4 separate regions of the Sus scrofa genome follow, and all the other regions are linked to region 2. Evidence: chromatin contacts called from public HiChIP or PLAC-seq data. All regions are on one chromosome and are shown on one strand. The core of a region is the stretch at or near the end of the contact, and the rest is flanking DNA. Distances in the headings are between cores, read along the strand shown. Region 1 overlaps LOC110257260 (a long non-coding RNA gene). Region 2 overlaps LOC102159433 (a long non-coding RNA gene). Region 3 overlaps LOC106506502 (a long non-coding RNA gene). Region 4 overlaps LOC106506502 (a long non-coding RNA gene).

Region 1 (3,387 bases), core at 399-2,898, 210 kb after region 2:
TATAAAGAAATCTACATGGATAGGGTCTCCTTACAGGGCACAGCCAGATGTGCTAATAGCCTCCCATCCTCAGGGGAATAAATACCCAAGTGCCATCCCACTCTTCCCTCACATCCTATCCCTTGCCACTGACTAACTGACAGCCAGAGGACAAAGGGGTCCCTGGTGTGACCCATGCAGGCACCTCAGGGCACAAAGTTACATGAAGAATGGACCTAGAGGTCAAAGAGAAGATACACAGCAGAGACATCTAGTTGCTTGCTGTTCTGAGTTGAATTCTCACCTCCCCACCAAAAGACATGTGAAAGTCTGAAACTCTTAGTATCTCAGAGTGTGACCATATTAGGAAATAGGGTCTTTATAAAAGTACAGTGGGCCTTAATCCAGTATGACTGATGTCCTTATAAATGAGGAAATTTGGACCCAGACACTGCCCCTCACACCTGAGGAGACACACAGAGAGAAGGCGGCGATAGGACTGGAGTGATACATCTATAAGCCAAGGAGTGTCAGGAAACAGCAGATGATAAATGAGGCAAAGAAGACTTCTCCCCTGGAGCCATCAGAGAGCATGGCACTCCTGACACCTTGACTCTGGATGTCTAGCTTCCAGAACTGTGAGAAAATTTGTTTTTTTTTAAGTCACCCAGTTTTTAGGATGCTATTACAACAGCCCTGAGAGACTAACATACTTGCTAAGGTCTAACTGGCCCTTGACTAAACAGCCTTAGTCTCTGAGTAGACATTTTCAAAATGGACCTTAGTGGAGCTGATCATGTCCAATGCTTTTATTCTACAAATAAGAGCACTGAGATGAAAGACTTCCTCACAGTCATACAACTGGAACCCACAATAAAACTGTAGAGTGCTAGGAAAGCTCTATGTCTGCCCCCACATTGACAGGAGGCTAGTGGAACTATTCTCAACCTGATTGAGCTTAAACATGGCCTGATACTCTGCAATTCTCCTAGGATATCAGCTATGCTGAAGGATTCTCCAGAATGACCGACAGGTGACAACCTTTGCACAACTCCCACATCTCTGCAGCATTTAAAGGGGCACCAGACATTTAAAGAACACAGTTCAGATTGAATTGTAATGAAAACTTGCCTTTGTCCTTTGTTGTGCTAAAGAAAAATATATCATAGCCCTGAGAAAGATCACCATTAACTCTCTAGAACAAAGTGTTTTACTTCTTTGTGAATTATCAATAAAGTTAACCAAACACAGCTCATTGTTTAACGACTGACTGTTCCCTGCATCCTAAAGAAATGATAAGAAACTACACAGTCAGCAATGTAGACCTTGAGGAAAAAAAAACAAAAAGAGAAAGAAAGCAAGCTCCACCCAGAACAAATAGATTTCCTATAGCTCTGTGATGTTCCTTATCTAGAGGAAGGTTTTGTTTTCTTGTCAATCAACAGCCGCAGATCATCTGAGGGTTGGCCACACCTTGGGCTGGGAATGCTCAGGAAGGAATGTGGGAAGGAAGAAGGGAGAGGCGATTTCCTGATGGGTCAGCTGCTGGCAAGTGCCTGGACCCTGGGAAAGTCTTGATGGAGGAATTCCTTTCCTTGGAGAGCAGCCAGAGCAGCAGGAACAATGCTGTGATCCACTGGTGGTGACTCCCAGGTCACAGCTTGAGCAACGCAGGCCGCAGGCAGCAGGTTATGCCACAACATGTCCCAGGCTCTCGTCAGCATGTGGCTTACTCCCTGGTTCAATCCAGAGGCCAAGGCACCATATTGTTCTCAAAGCAAGTTTTCTCCGAGGGAGACAATTCACTTCACAAGAGATTAAAGCATAAGAAAAATGAACTAGGCAAACCAGCTAAGAAAAGTCCCATGAGGACCTCCAGATTGCCGTCTTCTTGGCTGATAGATTTTCCAAAGGAGAGGTCTGTTTTGACTACCACCATGATCCCTTTCAGTGCAGTTTCTGATTTATCTGCAGAGATATAAGTACTGGAGCTGGTGTTCTCCCATGTAAAGCAATGCGGGGATTATATAACAGTTAATTAAGGGGCTGCCTCCCATGCTTTTCACCCATGCCCTCTGAAGACAGCGTGATGAGGAGAGTCTTTCCTCCTGAGCCAGAGCACCACTGACAGTAACACTCATTTAAGGCAGGCTAAAGGAGTTAATTTCCACATCAGTGTTTCTCCCATGCAGAAATATGTCTTCCCTGAGTGCCAAAATTAAGCCTTTGGATGAGGAAGCATTTAACCATTCTAAGGGTTTCCTCCAGTTAGATGGGTACAGAGGAGAGCCAAAATAAACCAAGAAAAATCAATAAAAAGGCTCTATTTGGAACAAGATTTCCTATTTCTTGAGAGACTACCTGCAGCTGCTGTGATAATTTATTTGCAGTATTTTCTCCTGCCTCAGATATGAGTGGGACCCCCTTGGCCCTTCCTCAGTGTTTTGGAGGCCTCCATGGCCTTCAAATCTGGTGCACTGGTGACCTCTAGAGGACACAGTTTTGGTCTAGGCTCAATGTTAAGATGAAAAATTCATTGCTCTGGGAGATGAATACATTATCAATTTTATAGCTGCAAAATAGCTTTTAGCTCTTAAAGCATAAAAAATGTCAAGAAATTATCTTCCTTCAGGTAAAATCTCTGAAGTGCCAAGTGATCCATTTTCCTTGAGATGACAGAGAAGTTTATTGTTGATGGAAATCTAAGAAAAGATGGGCTTTTTTTCTCTGCCAAGAGGGAACTCATTTTCCAAAGGATTCCAACTTGGCTGAACCCCTGAAGACTGGCTTCAGGGAAAGCCTTCAGCTCTCCTTTTCCTGCTCCCCATCCCTCAGTGTCCTGCCCAATTCTTAACATAAGGACTTGAGAGGGGGAGTTCCCTGATAGCCTGGCAGTTAAGGGTCCATGTTGTCATGTTAAGGATCCACTGTCTGTGGCACATGTTCTATCCCTAATGCAGGAATTTCTTCATGCCTGCCACAACCTCAGCTGAAAAAAAAAAAAAAAAAAAAAAAAAAAACACCTTGAGAATATCAGAATGTCAGCAAAAAAGTTACACTCGAATCCCTCTAAGCTGAGAGGGCTTGGCATTTCCCAAAGTTGAGGGAAACCACCAGCCATGCTTCTCCACATTTTCTCTCAGCAGCAGAACTTTTCAATCAGCTAAGTGAGGTTGGGGAGGATCTAAGGCCCACAGAGACTGTATGGAGGCAAAATTGTGCAAAGAGGGGTTAATGTCCTTTAGGGTCTTCCCAAATTCCTGGGACAGAGCTGCCTCTCTATTCATACGTGGAGCCAAGACCTTGACTCACTTCCTCTCTTAAGCAGTAACATCTACTCCATGTTACTTATCAATGGGGACAAAAATCAGCCTAAGACCTCAGCAGACTATGTAAGACCACTTACAA
Region 2 (3,322 bases), core at 568-3,067:
TTCCTCCCCTTCTCATGTGCAAGAAGGGACAATGTAGAGGCACAAGAAACTGTGCTGACTTCCCATGTACTCCTTAGACTCCTGTGAGAGGTGAGCAGGACAGAGGTCCCCGCAGGAGTAGACATGGCAGCCAAGTTTGATGATTCTCCAAAGTCTCAGCAGGTTTTCCCTCCCCACTGAGTAACTGAACTGACTGTTCTCCTTTGAAATCCACCTTCTTTCCAAGTCCTCTGTGTTCTAGTTCTCCTCTAGCTCTTCATTAGCATCTCACTGAGTTTTCTCTTCTGGCTGTTCCCATCCTGCAGATGGGCCCAGCAGTCTGTCTGGCCCCAGGGACACAAGCACATTGCTCTCTCTGCTATTTGTGCAGCAGCACATCCATGGTGGCCTCTGCTAGGCACTCTGCTATCCACGGCACTCTGACCTCTGGGAAGGATTCTAGCCAGCTGAGCTCTGGCAGCTGGACATCTCTGTGTGGTCAGGATAGTAACCAAGTCAGAGCTGGGGATGGGGGACAGAATTCAGGGTTCTCATGCAGACCTACTCAATGGTTCATTAAGATGCCTTCACTTGTGGGAATCAGAAAACCTAGCTAGGGTATCTGCTGATTTGTGGGCCCAAAAAGTCCCCAGAAGAAGAGTGACTTCCAAGTGCTACTTAACCTAGGGGCTTAAATTACATAACAAATATTCAGGTTTTCTTCTTTTTAGCTGCAGTTCTTTTGTATTATTTTATTTGGGCAGGACCTGGCCTTATGGTCCTGAGATAGCTGCCAACAGTTCTGTGAGCTGTATCTTTATCAGCACCCCAGGAAAAGTTCTGTGGCAGCTGAGGTCACTTGCCCAGTACTGGTTCAATCACTCCAAGCCAAGGGCCTGAATGCCCTGATGGCCTTAGTCCACCATATGATGCTTCCCTGGAGCAAAAGTACAGCCAACTCCCTGAAATGACATAGATCCAAACTTCAAGAATCAAGAGATGCTGGGCAGAAAAAAGTTGATATTGGCAGAGGCAGCCAAACAACCACCCAGATATACTTGTCAGTCTCCTAGCAAATATGAGACCTCACAATTCACCTCCTTTTTGTTTCTGATTTTTCACTTCAACCAGGCATATCCCTTCATGGTTTTTCTGAAAAAGTTACAGCATGACTCTAGCCTTTTCAGCCAATGCTTTTCCTCTCTGGCTGTCTTCTACACCTACTTCTCCAGAAGAAAAAAAAATGAGTCATACCAGAAATAGCATGAGATATCTTTAAATTTAAACACTTTCTCACTGTCTGGGAGGCACTTTTTTGGTCAAAGAGTCTTCATGGGCAAATATACATGCATAAGAGGTATGGCCTGTGATTAAAGGACTGTAAGATGCCATCTTTGTGTGGTTTAGAATGTGTCTTTGTTTTAGAGAAACTAGCTCTATTGTTATAACCTTGGGTATGCTTAATAATAAATAAAGTGATAAGTGACAAATCAGGTAATAGTTTGTACTTCCTAATTGAAGGTTCAAAATTTCCTGGAGCATAGAACTCTAGGAAATAATATCCAGGAGCATGTACTATGTACTAAGTTTATGTAAAACAGTATATCTCTACACACAGAGAGAAACTTTAGACTCACTCCTATATAGGTCTTATATTCTTAAACCAAAAAGGTAATTCTTGCTAAAGAGTCATTTCAGACTAAATCCAATAAGATTTGGCTACCAGGCAAGCCAGAATGCTCTCATCAGAGCAAAAGATTGCTGACCACCACCTTATATTCACACAGTGTGAACAATGGACCAGGCACTTTATTGCAAAAGCAGCCTCCAGTGCCAGATGACAGTCACACACTGTGTGCCATGGAACAAGTCCCAGAGGGACAGCTGAACAGGGTGTGCACAAGGTCAAGGAAACAACAAACCTTTGCAGTCCACACAATGGATATTCAATAATCTGAGAGTCCCTTTTTTCTATCCACTTGTTTCCAACATGTGTCAAAATCCATCTAAGAAAGCACGACTACGTGAATGAAGAGAGATGAAATGAAGAGAGTTTACCAGTAAACTCCACTGGCTTGAGTTTACCCACGTCTCAAATGCTGACAACTTCCAAGCACACGTGTATTTCAGCCAAGGCTGCCAGAGGCAGAGCCCAGCCCCTTAAGCATTTGTGACATCATCTGTGTCCTTCACACAGTGCTGGTTCAGCCTCCCCACCTTATAAATCCTGCGTGCATGTCATCACAGGAGCTCTGGCTTCCTGCTGGAGAAAGCCCCGGTGACCCAGGACTCATCAGCTCTCTGTCCTTGCCGTGGCTTTGACTATTGCCGAGTCTGCATCTTGGCCCAGACTCCAAAGAGTTAGTTCTTTGGAGGGTCTTGAGCCAAAGCCTCAGCTGGAGAGGAAATGTTGGGCAGTGTCTTTTGTCATAGATAAGATTTAATGAGACCAGATGTGTGATTAAAAGAAGTTCAGAGGAAGTTGGGCTGGAGCTTTTTGATGATCGTTTAAAAGGCTTTTACCTCCCCATTTGAGCAAAAAACTTAAGCACATTTAAAGTAGAGGACAGCTATTTGATTTAAGTTGCAAGGGCAAATCCATTGGATTTGAAGCTGGAGGGTTGGACAAATGGAGGAGGAAAAGGTTGAAGTGGGAATAAAAGACAGTTACTAAGAATGAATTACCCCAAACTCAAATTGATCCCTCAGTCTCTTAGAAGCTCATAGCTGCTATCGGGTAATTCTCTGACATTGTGAGACCTTGACCGTTTTGCCAAAGAAACCAAATCTAAAAAGGAAACCTTATACCTTCTTTATATCCATGAGGGGGCATGATTTAGGCTTAGGGAAATATACTTCTGAAAGAGGATTAGCTCCTCAAACAGACAAACCAATAAATAAACCCTAGCAGGAATTTGAAAATTTAGTTTCAGAAAGTTAGACAGTCTAATCCATGGGGCTTTTTCCATGAGTATGTGTATCTAAAAACTAGAGACAATTTGATGTTTTTCTTAAATAGGCTATGTGGCTGCTAGCAACATAAAAGACCATAATTCTAAAAACAATATTTAATGTTTGTAAACTCAGTTTTCTTTCTGTATTGTCATAGGCAGAGAGAAAAAGTGAATTGAGAGTCAGCAACTGGGATCTGGGGTTGAAACTACCACTTAGGGGTCATTGAGTCCTGTGAAAACCACTTGCCTGCCTGAGAATTTTTTTCCACATTTTAAATAAAGAGTATGAATTAGATGCTTTTAAAGAAATGCTCTAGTTCTAAGTTTTAGTGGCTTCAGTTGATTAAACCACAATGAATAATTACATTGCAATTTTGTTTGGTTGGTTA
Region 3 (3,268 bases), core at 701-3,200, 210 kb before region 2:
AATTTCTTCACAGTCACAGAAAACTTTGAAAGTCTAATCAAAGGTATGAAAATAGGGAAGTCACAGAATCCTTTCAGAAAATTTATGTATGAAGACTATATATTTAGTTCCGAATAGACAGACATGAAAAACCTTTTTTATAATAGTTTTTTAAGGCCAGCGTTCCCACCATCAATTTCGTTTTTATATTTGAACCTAAAATTAACGATATGCTGCTGTGGGAATGTGTTTTACTTTTTGATAACTCCTTTTTGAAGGAAATATTTTTCTATCAATATTTCCCCCTGGAAGTGAAGTTACTTTGCTCCAAGTTTGGATAGTCTTATGCATAGTACACAGTTTGGCTTTTGTGATGTTAAAAATCATTTACAATTCATTTTCTGAAGGATGTATTTTTAATTTGTAGAAGGATTTAATAAAAATAATCACAGATCCAGCAGTCACCTTATCTCCTTTTCTACCCAGGATAGGAGCAAGCCTCTTGAAATTATGATGCATTTTGCAAAAAAAAAAAAAAAAATTGCCTTTTATTTTGGAATCCTCTCATTGTGTGAAAATTGAAGCTGTCATTTTATGTCCTAATATAAAAAGCTGCAAGGAAATGTTTTGCTTCCCTTTTTAGCCACGAGGAAAAAAAATGATGCTATTCTCAGCAGAATAACAGGGAAGTTTTACAGACTATCTCAGCACAGAATTCTTATACATCACTAACTTCTTTTTCATAGCTTTTTTCCTTGCAACTTTTTACTAAATTGTGCACAAATTTATACTTCAATGAAAAGGTATAGTTGAACAAATATGCTTCAGCTGTATTTCTGCCCAGCCTGAGGAAGACAATTGAGTTTCAGGATTCCTGAAGAAGGAGATGACTGAGTTATCTTTATGATAATATGGGAGGAGGATTATTTACCAAAAACAAGCAAACAAACTTTAGAACATTTCAGCCTTTACATCGTGAAGCATTCTGAGGCATCGAAGTTAGTTAAATGTGGCTAACTGCTATTTAGATATTCTTAAAAGAAGAGTCTATGGCTGGTTTCAGAAATGGAAACGGGTTGTCTCTTTCTCAGACTTTCCATGTGCTGCTTCCATGGCTGAGCCAGCAACAGGGTTTATCAGTTTTCCATTGGAGGGATAATAAGAGGTAGGGCAATATTTGTGAACAACAGTGGCATGTCTCCTATGACTTGCAAACTCTAACAGTCAACAGCCACATGCTTCAAAGCAAACTTTGTCTTCTTGAATTTCAATTATTGTGTACCATTTACTGTGAAAATAAATAAAATGCCTTCCCAATCTTAGCTAGAAATACAGTCAGACTTTTGGTAAGGAGGTACTGATGATTATCTCGACCTGTCAGTATCCCAGGCCTTGACTCTAGTGGGGCCCAAAAGTATGCCTCCCTGGTTTTCTGAGGATTAAGCCAATGTTAAAAAATACTAAAATATTTTATTATATTATATAGAATATATACTAGATCTATCCTTTCAGAATAAGCACCCACAGGGAATTCTTATTCTGGTATCAATATCAAACAACCCCCGAGACATTCTCAAAGTCTAGTGATCCTGGCAGAAATAGAAAGCGCTGATTAAGAGGGCCTAACTAATTATTGTATATTGTTTCCAAAGCATGTAATAGTTAAACAATGGTCAGAAAGGTGTCCTTTTACTTCTTATTTTAAACCTGTAGTTGTCATGGAAAATGAATTCAAGCCTGTGCCAGATTCAGCCTATATGTATGTAGCTAAACCCCTGTGGGAAAATCAGAGGTCATCTTTGCACCTTTGCTCACTGCATGGGTGGATGGGGAGGAGAGTGGGGGAAGTTGTTAAAGAGACATCCGCATCCACAGGGGTGGAGAACTGCCAAATGCTTAACTGGGTTCCCGCAGAGGCCAAGGTGATCAGGAAACAGGTTGCAAGAGTGACGCAGGGGAAGCCTGGTGGAGCTGCTAAACTCCCTCACTTGACACAGAGATGCAGAATTAATGGCCAACACCATCAAGACAGAGTGTAATGCCCTGGAGGGGCCTTCATAAAGTCAAAGGGTTTCTTCTTTCCAGACTGGAAACTGCTCTTAATGAATAGAATTCTCACCCTCGCTGCCAGGCTAAGGGGAGGAAAGCATCAGTTCAGGAGAAATTGAAATCAAGATAACCAAACTTTTTTTTTTTTAGTGCTTAGCATATTTTTCTGCTGTGAAATATGATTTCAGACAAGCAAAGAAAGCCCAAATCCACCCCCCTAACAGTTTGCAAATAGGGACATTTTACTATCAGGCTGGCTAACAAACCTGGATTTTTCAGTTCCATTGTTTAGAGTTCTAATTTGAAATGCAAATATTTATGATTTGTTTTCTTTGAGACTGGGAGACCTCAGCTTGAGAGGAAAGGGAGGGAAAGGGGAAGGAAGAAGGAGAGATTTGTAAGGGGAGGTGGAGAAAGGTACTTAAAGACAAATTCAGATGGTAGGAGTTATTAAGAAAATCTGTGTCAAGAACAACTTAATGCAAAGTGATCAGTCATGGAAGTGGTATTTTAACCTTCTTGACATCTGTAGAATGTAAATAGGGATCTTCATGATTGAGAACAGTGTGATTTCAAGATTCCTTTAAAGTTAAAATTCTTGGAAGCATCACTAACCTAAATGGCAGAAATTTGTGTAGGGATCAAATTCTCAAGAAGGCCAGAGATGCTGCCAAGGGAAACATTTTCCATGCTGACCAGTATGCTCAACAAAACAGACATTGTGATTAGCTTGGTTTAACCAAATGAAACACAGCTTGACGAAATCTTGGCCAGCAGTCATTGCTCCAAGTTCCATGCTTTAGTATTTGCTATTTAAAACACATGTAACACTCATTGGCATTGATGTTCATGAAGGGTTTATTTTACTTGAGAATCTCAAATCAGATATGTCTTTTATTACCATTATTATTTTTATTTTGGTGGCTTCAGTATGTACAATGAAGGCATGAGAGAGAAGTGATTGGGAGGCTAACATTTACTTCTGTCCATTTGTTTCCTCATTCAGTGATTCATCAAGCATCTCAGTTCACTGTACGAGACGTCAAAAATTCAGTGAGGGGCATATCTAGGCAGCCTTGCTCATGAATTTTGCAGTTTGGAGGGGACACTGCATTTAATCAAATAATTACTAACTCAGAAGCATCTCTAAGAGAATCTTGGCCTCAATTTGGGGATCATTTGATTCTTATATTTCTGTGTCTGCATTATCAGAAGATGCCAAGTTTTGCTTAGGAAGCAC
Region 4 (3,449 bases), core at 747-3,246, 190 kb before region 2:
TCACTCAAGATAGAACTTAATGGAGAACTTAATGTGTGTTAGGCTCTGTTGGAAATAGCAACTGTTGCAAGGTGAATTGCTGACCTTTGAGGAGAATTTCAATCCAGCTGGTGCTAAGATGTATACATATAAAAAGTGACCCACGATGAAAGATAAATATGACCACTGCCAAGTAAGTCCAGCAAGTAGTAATCACTCCTGAGATTCTATGGAGAGGAAGATTAATGTGAGCTTTCTTCTCTCAGCAGGACTTCCCTTGGGAATCTGAAAAATCAGTAGGCTTCAGATAAAGCAAAAAGAAGTGAACTAGGAACAGATGGCAGAAATCGATATGAGGAGAAGATGTTGCATTTTCTAAGTGGGAAGTTCTTAACATAATCTGAAAACTATAGTGGAGGTAGAGTATTTTGAAAAAAGACTAAAAACTTCAGTCTGATTCAGAGGAGATGGATGCTGAGGTCTGTATTTCTATAAAGTCAATCTGAGCAGAAAAGGACTGTTGGGATAAGTGTTATCTGAAGGTTTTGATCTCCTAACACTGACTCCCTTTAAAGGAAGTGACCAGACCTTGGAGAGTGACTGATGAAACAGGATATGGTCACTTTCGGTTTGGGGTCCCTTCTGGTGTGTGAGGAAGTCAGTGAAAGGGTGGCCGCATACCACATTCTTGGTCTCATCAAACCCAGCCCAGGTGCCTAAGAAAATTCCAGAATGGAGCTAGGTTCTGTACCATGGAACAATCTGCCTTCACACACACAGGCCTATTATCCTCACACTTACACCTCTCCTGCCACCATTGCCAGCACAGCTACAAGCCCCAAGCAGACACATCTGAGTGGTAGTGAGGTGGCAGGGAGCCTTGCATCTCAGGATCAGTCTTTTGGCCTGTGGATTTGTGTTCTTTGTTGTTTTTACATCAAAGGAATTTCAAATGACTATTTCCATTTTCAAAGCCAGGGTTGCAAATAATTAGCAATAGATGAGCATCCATCTAAAAAACAGCATACTCTCAAACCCCAAGTTGAGTCTCAGGTTGAGCATAAAGCTGTCATAAGCTCCCTGGTGTCGGCACCAACTGTAGAGGCCTAGGAGGATGGGGAAGTGGGCAAGGAGCCCAGTTTCTCTGTAGAATGCTGGCTTCTGAGACAGGTGCCTGGGATGGGAGTGAATGAGTGTCTGAGAAAAGGACTTGTACCCAGGAAGAATTATTAGCATTGCATTAGTGATAAGTCTGAAGACAAGAGGCAGGCAGTTCTCCTGTTTTCCATTATTATGTGAGCTGAAGAATTTACCCAGTGCAAAACAAATGGGATGCACCAAGGAGAAGCTGCCAGTACATGAGGTCTTTTAGAAGGTCTGTAGAGATATTTGTTGACACTGGTTTGGGATGCAAAATGCCTGACTTGTAATTCTAGTCATAGGCAATGTGCATAACATCAGGGCACATGTGTCTTTGTGCATACATGGGGAGTGGGGAATGCAGTTACTCTGAAAAGAGATGTAATTTCCCCATCCAAGATGGCTCATTTATTTTGATAGCTGCAAATGCACAAAAGAGCCCGGGCATAGCCTTTGGTTGCAGGTGTTCCTAGGCGAGGGGAGATTGGCGGGGGCTGGATGGTGGAAAACCTGCAGACTTCCTCTCCAAATAGAAGCTGGGAAATCATCCAACACGTCCCACTTTCCTGAGAGGAAGCAAGATGTGGGGACAGGAAGGCTGTGTCAATAAAGCAATAAGGCAAAACCTTTTGCGATTGTTTTTGCATCACAACTAGTCTGCAGCCAAGTTTATGAAATTTTGATTCTGAACAATTGCAATTTACTGATATTCTTCAACAAAATTGAAGAGGAGCTGAGTTTGTGGTCCTCCCGTGAAACCATCTGTAGAACAACACAGAAAGGAAACCTGAGAACGGGAGCCTCCCTTGTCACACCAAGAGCGCTAATTAGGGCATGGAAGATTGCGCCGCTGCTGCGTCACAACCGCCCAGAAAGGGGAGGATGTGCACTTCCCAGGAGGGGTTTCCTGCTTGGGCAAGTGGCCTCAGCTCCAAGACCTTCCTAACCTTGACCTGAAAAATAACCCATCCCACGATTCTTGAGTGGCTTCACCAAAGCCCTCCATGATGTTTCCAAAAGACTCTAAGCCAGCTCGTCCTTACCCTCACCAGCCCCCACTCCCCCAAATACACCGTCTCTAGTTTCTGGCCTCAGATTCTTTGGGGTGATGACTCAGTTGAATACAGTAGAGTCCTTCCCAACCCCATCAGCCCCTCCCCTTCTTCCTCTGATTATAATGGCCTCAAATGTCCCTTGTGCCACACTACGTCATCCCTCTCTAGCACAGCTGCTTCTGGGACAGAAATTTACTTTGCTTCCCACTGCTCCTGTGCCCACATCTAGGAGGGGAGAAATGTCAGGATGGTTTAAAGAAAACTCTTGGCCTGGGGACTTGAATCTAATGTGATGATACCTCAATCACTTTGACGAAATCTCTGAATCAAAATAGCTTGGTTGCTGCAGCAAGTTAGTTTCCTATTTTAAGAATTTAGTGCCATGATGTATCTGAGGGGAAGCTTTGTGTCCTGGTAGAGGTATGGAAAAACAGTATGGAGGTCTACCGCATTAGGCAAAGCTATTGAAGGTGCACACTGGGTGAAAAAGTGAGAAAAAAATGGTGAAAGGGTTTTTAGACTGGGACTTGTAGAACTGCCACCTATTTTGTTTTCTTCCAGTCCTTCATCTAGTTAACAAATCTCTATTGTACACAAACTAGATGCCAGTCATGGTTTTGAGAAATGGGGATACAAGATGAAGCAAAATCAGATTAAAAAAAAAAAAAGCATTGCTAAAATAGAGTGTATATTCTTGTTCAACATATATCTATAGAATGTCTCTATTTTCCAGAGATAGCTCTGGTTTCCTCCTACTATTTCACATAATCATTAGTGCCTCACCCCTTCACTCCAAAATGTCCCTGTTTGGTCAGTAGTTTATATGGACACACTCACTCTTATATACAGGGGGCTCTGTGAAGCGCTGAATGTACAAGAAGAGCTGATCTTCAGGAAACTCTTCAGCAAGGGAGCCAAGGACACAAACAAAATAATTACCATTCAAAAGTGCTGTCATAGAAATAAGTACAAGTTGCTGAGAGAATTTGCCTAGATCTTTAAACAAATAGTAGCAGTTGGCTGGAAGATAAGGGAAAAAAGATAAAGAGGTGGGATGAAAACAGATTAGAATGTGTTACTTTTTTTTTTTTTTTTCTAACTGGAATAGATGGAAAACACATTCTGTGCCCCTAAGGAAAAGACAGTGAAAGGAAATGGCCTGTTTGCAGATGTGTATGCAGTGCAAAGCCCAAATAATTTGAATATGACAAGAAATCAGTGTGAAAAGGAAATATATAGCTTATGTAAATGTATTTTTAAATATCTTATGCTCTT

What was found. HiChIP or PLAC-seq counts read pairs in DNA pulled down with a chosen protein or histone mark.
Region 1: a contact with region 2 is called in an H3K27ac HiChIP or PLAC-seq map of skeletal muscle, with 10 times the contacts expected there. The contact joins two enhancer-like sites. A contact is called at or near these places in 12 of 47 Hi-C or Micro-C datasets (alveolar macrophages, brain, embryonic fibroblasts and 8 more) and 1 of 2 datasets of contacts at active chromatin or transcription factors (skeletal muscle).
Region 3: a contact with region 2 is called in an H3K27ac HiChIP or PLAC-seq map of skeletal muscle. The contact joins two enhancer-like sites. A contact is called at or near these places in 2 of 47 Hi-C or Micro-C datasets (both in liver) and 1 of 2 datasets of contacts at active chromatin or transcription factors (skeletal muscle).
Region 4: an H3K27ac HiChIP or PLAC-seq map of skeletal muscle shows a contact between it and region 2, with 7 times the contacts expected there. The contact joins two enhancer-like sites. A contact is called at or near these places in 2 of 47 Hi-C or Micro-C datasets (both in liver) and 1 of 2 datasets of contacts at active chromatin or transcription factors (skeletal muscle).

Annotation. Positions count from the first base shown.
Region 1 is chr16:36,743,757-36,747,143 of Sscrofa11.1, reverse strand. The region is part of intron 2 of LOC110257260 (a long non-coding RNA gene); the gene reads right to left. Among named protein-coding and RNA genes, the nearest start is that of MIR9799, 6.6 kb to the right of the region's middle. Within about 2 kb of position 1,648, at least 23 of the 83 cell types and tissues checked have an H3K27ac peak or open chromatin away from gene starts, as enhancers often do. A contact at or near this core is called in skeletal muscle, where this site is marked.
Region 2 is chr16:36,952,481-36,955,802 of Sscrofa11.1, reverse strand. The region is part of intron 6 of LOC102159433 (a long non-coding RNA gene); the gene reads right to left. Among named protein-coding and RNA genes, the nearest start is that of MIR9799, 220 kb to the right of the region's middle. Within about 2 kb of position 1,817, at least 10 of the 83 cell types and tissues checked have an H3K27ac peak or open chromatin away from gene starts, as enhancers often do. A contact at or near this core is called in liver and skeletal muscle, where this site is marked.
Region 3 is chr16:37,160,898-37,164,165 of Sscrofa11.1, reverse strand. All of the region lies in intron 1 of LOC106506502 (a long non-coding RNA gene), which reads left to right. Among named protein-coding and RNA genes, the nearest start is that of PLK2, 140 kb to the left of the region's middle. Within about 2 kb of position 1,950, at least 4 of the 83 cell types and tissues checked have an H3K27ac peak or open chromatin away from gene starts, as enhancers often do. A contact at or near this core is called in skeletal muscle, where this site is marked.
Region 4 is chr16:37,140,343-37,143,791 of Sscrofa11.1, reverse strand. All of the region lies in intron 3 of LOC106506502 (a long non-coding RNA gene), which reads left to right. Among named protein-coding and RNA genes, the nearest start is that of PLK2, 160 kb to the left of the region's middle. Within about 2 kb of position 1,996, at least 7 of the 83 cell types and tissues checked have an H3K27ac peak or open chromatin away from gene starts, as enhancers often do. A contact at or near this core is called in liver and skeletal muscle, where this site is marked.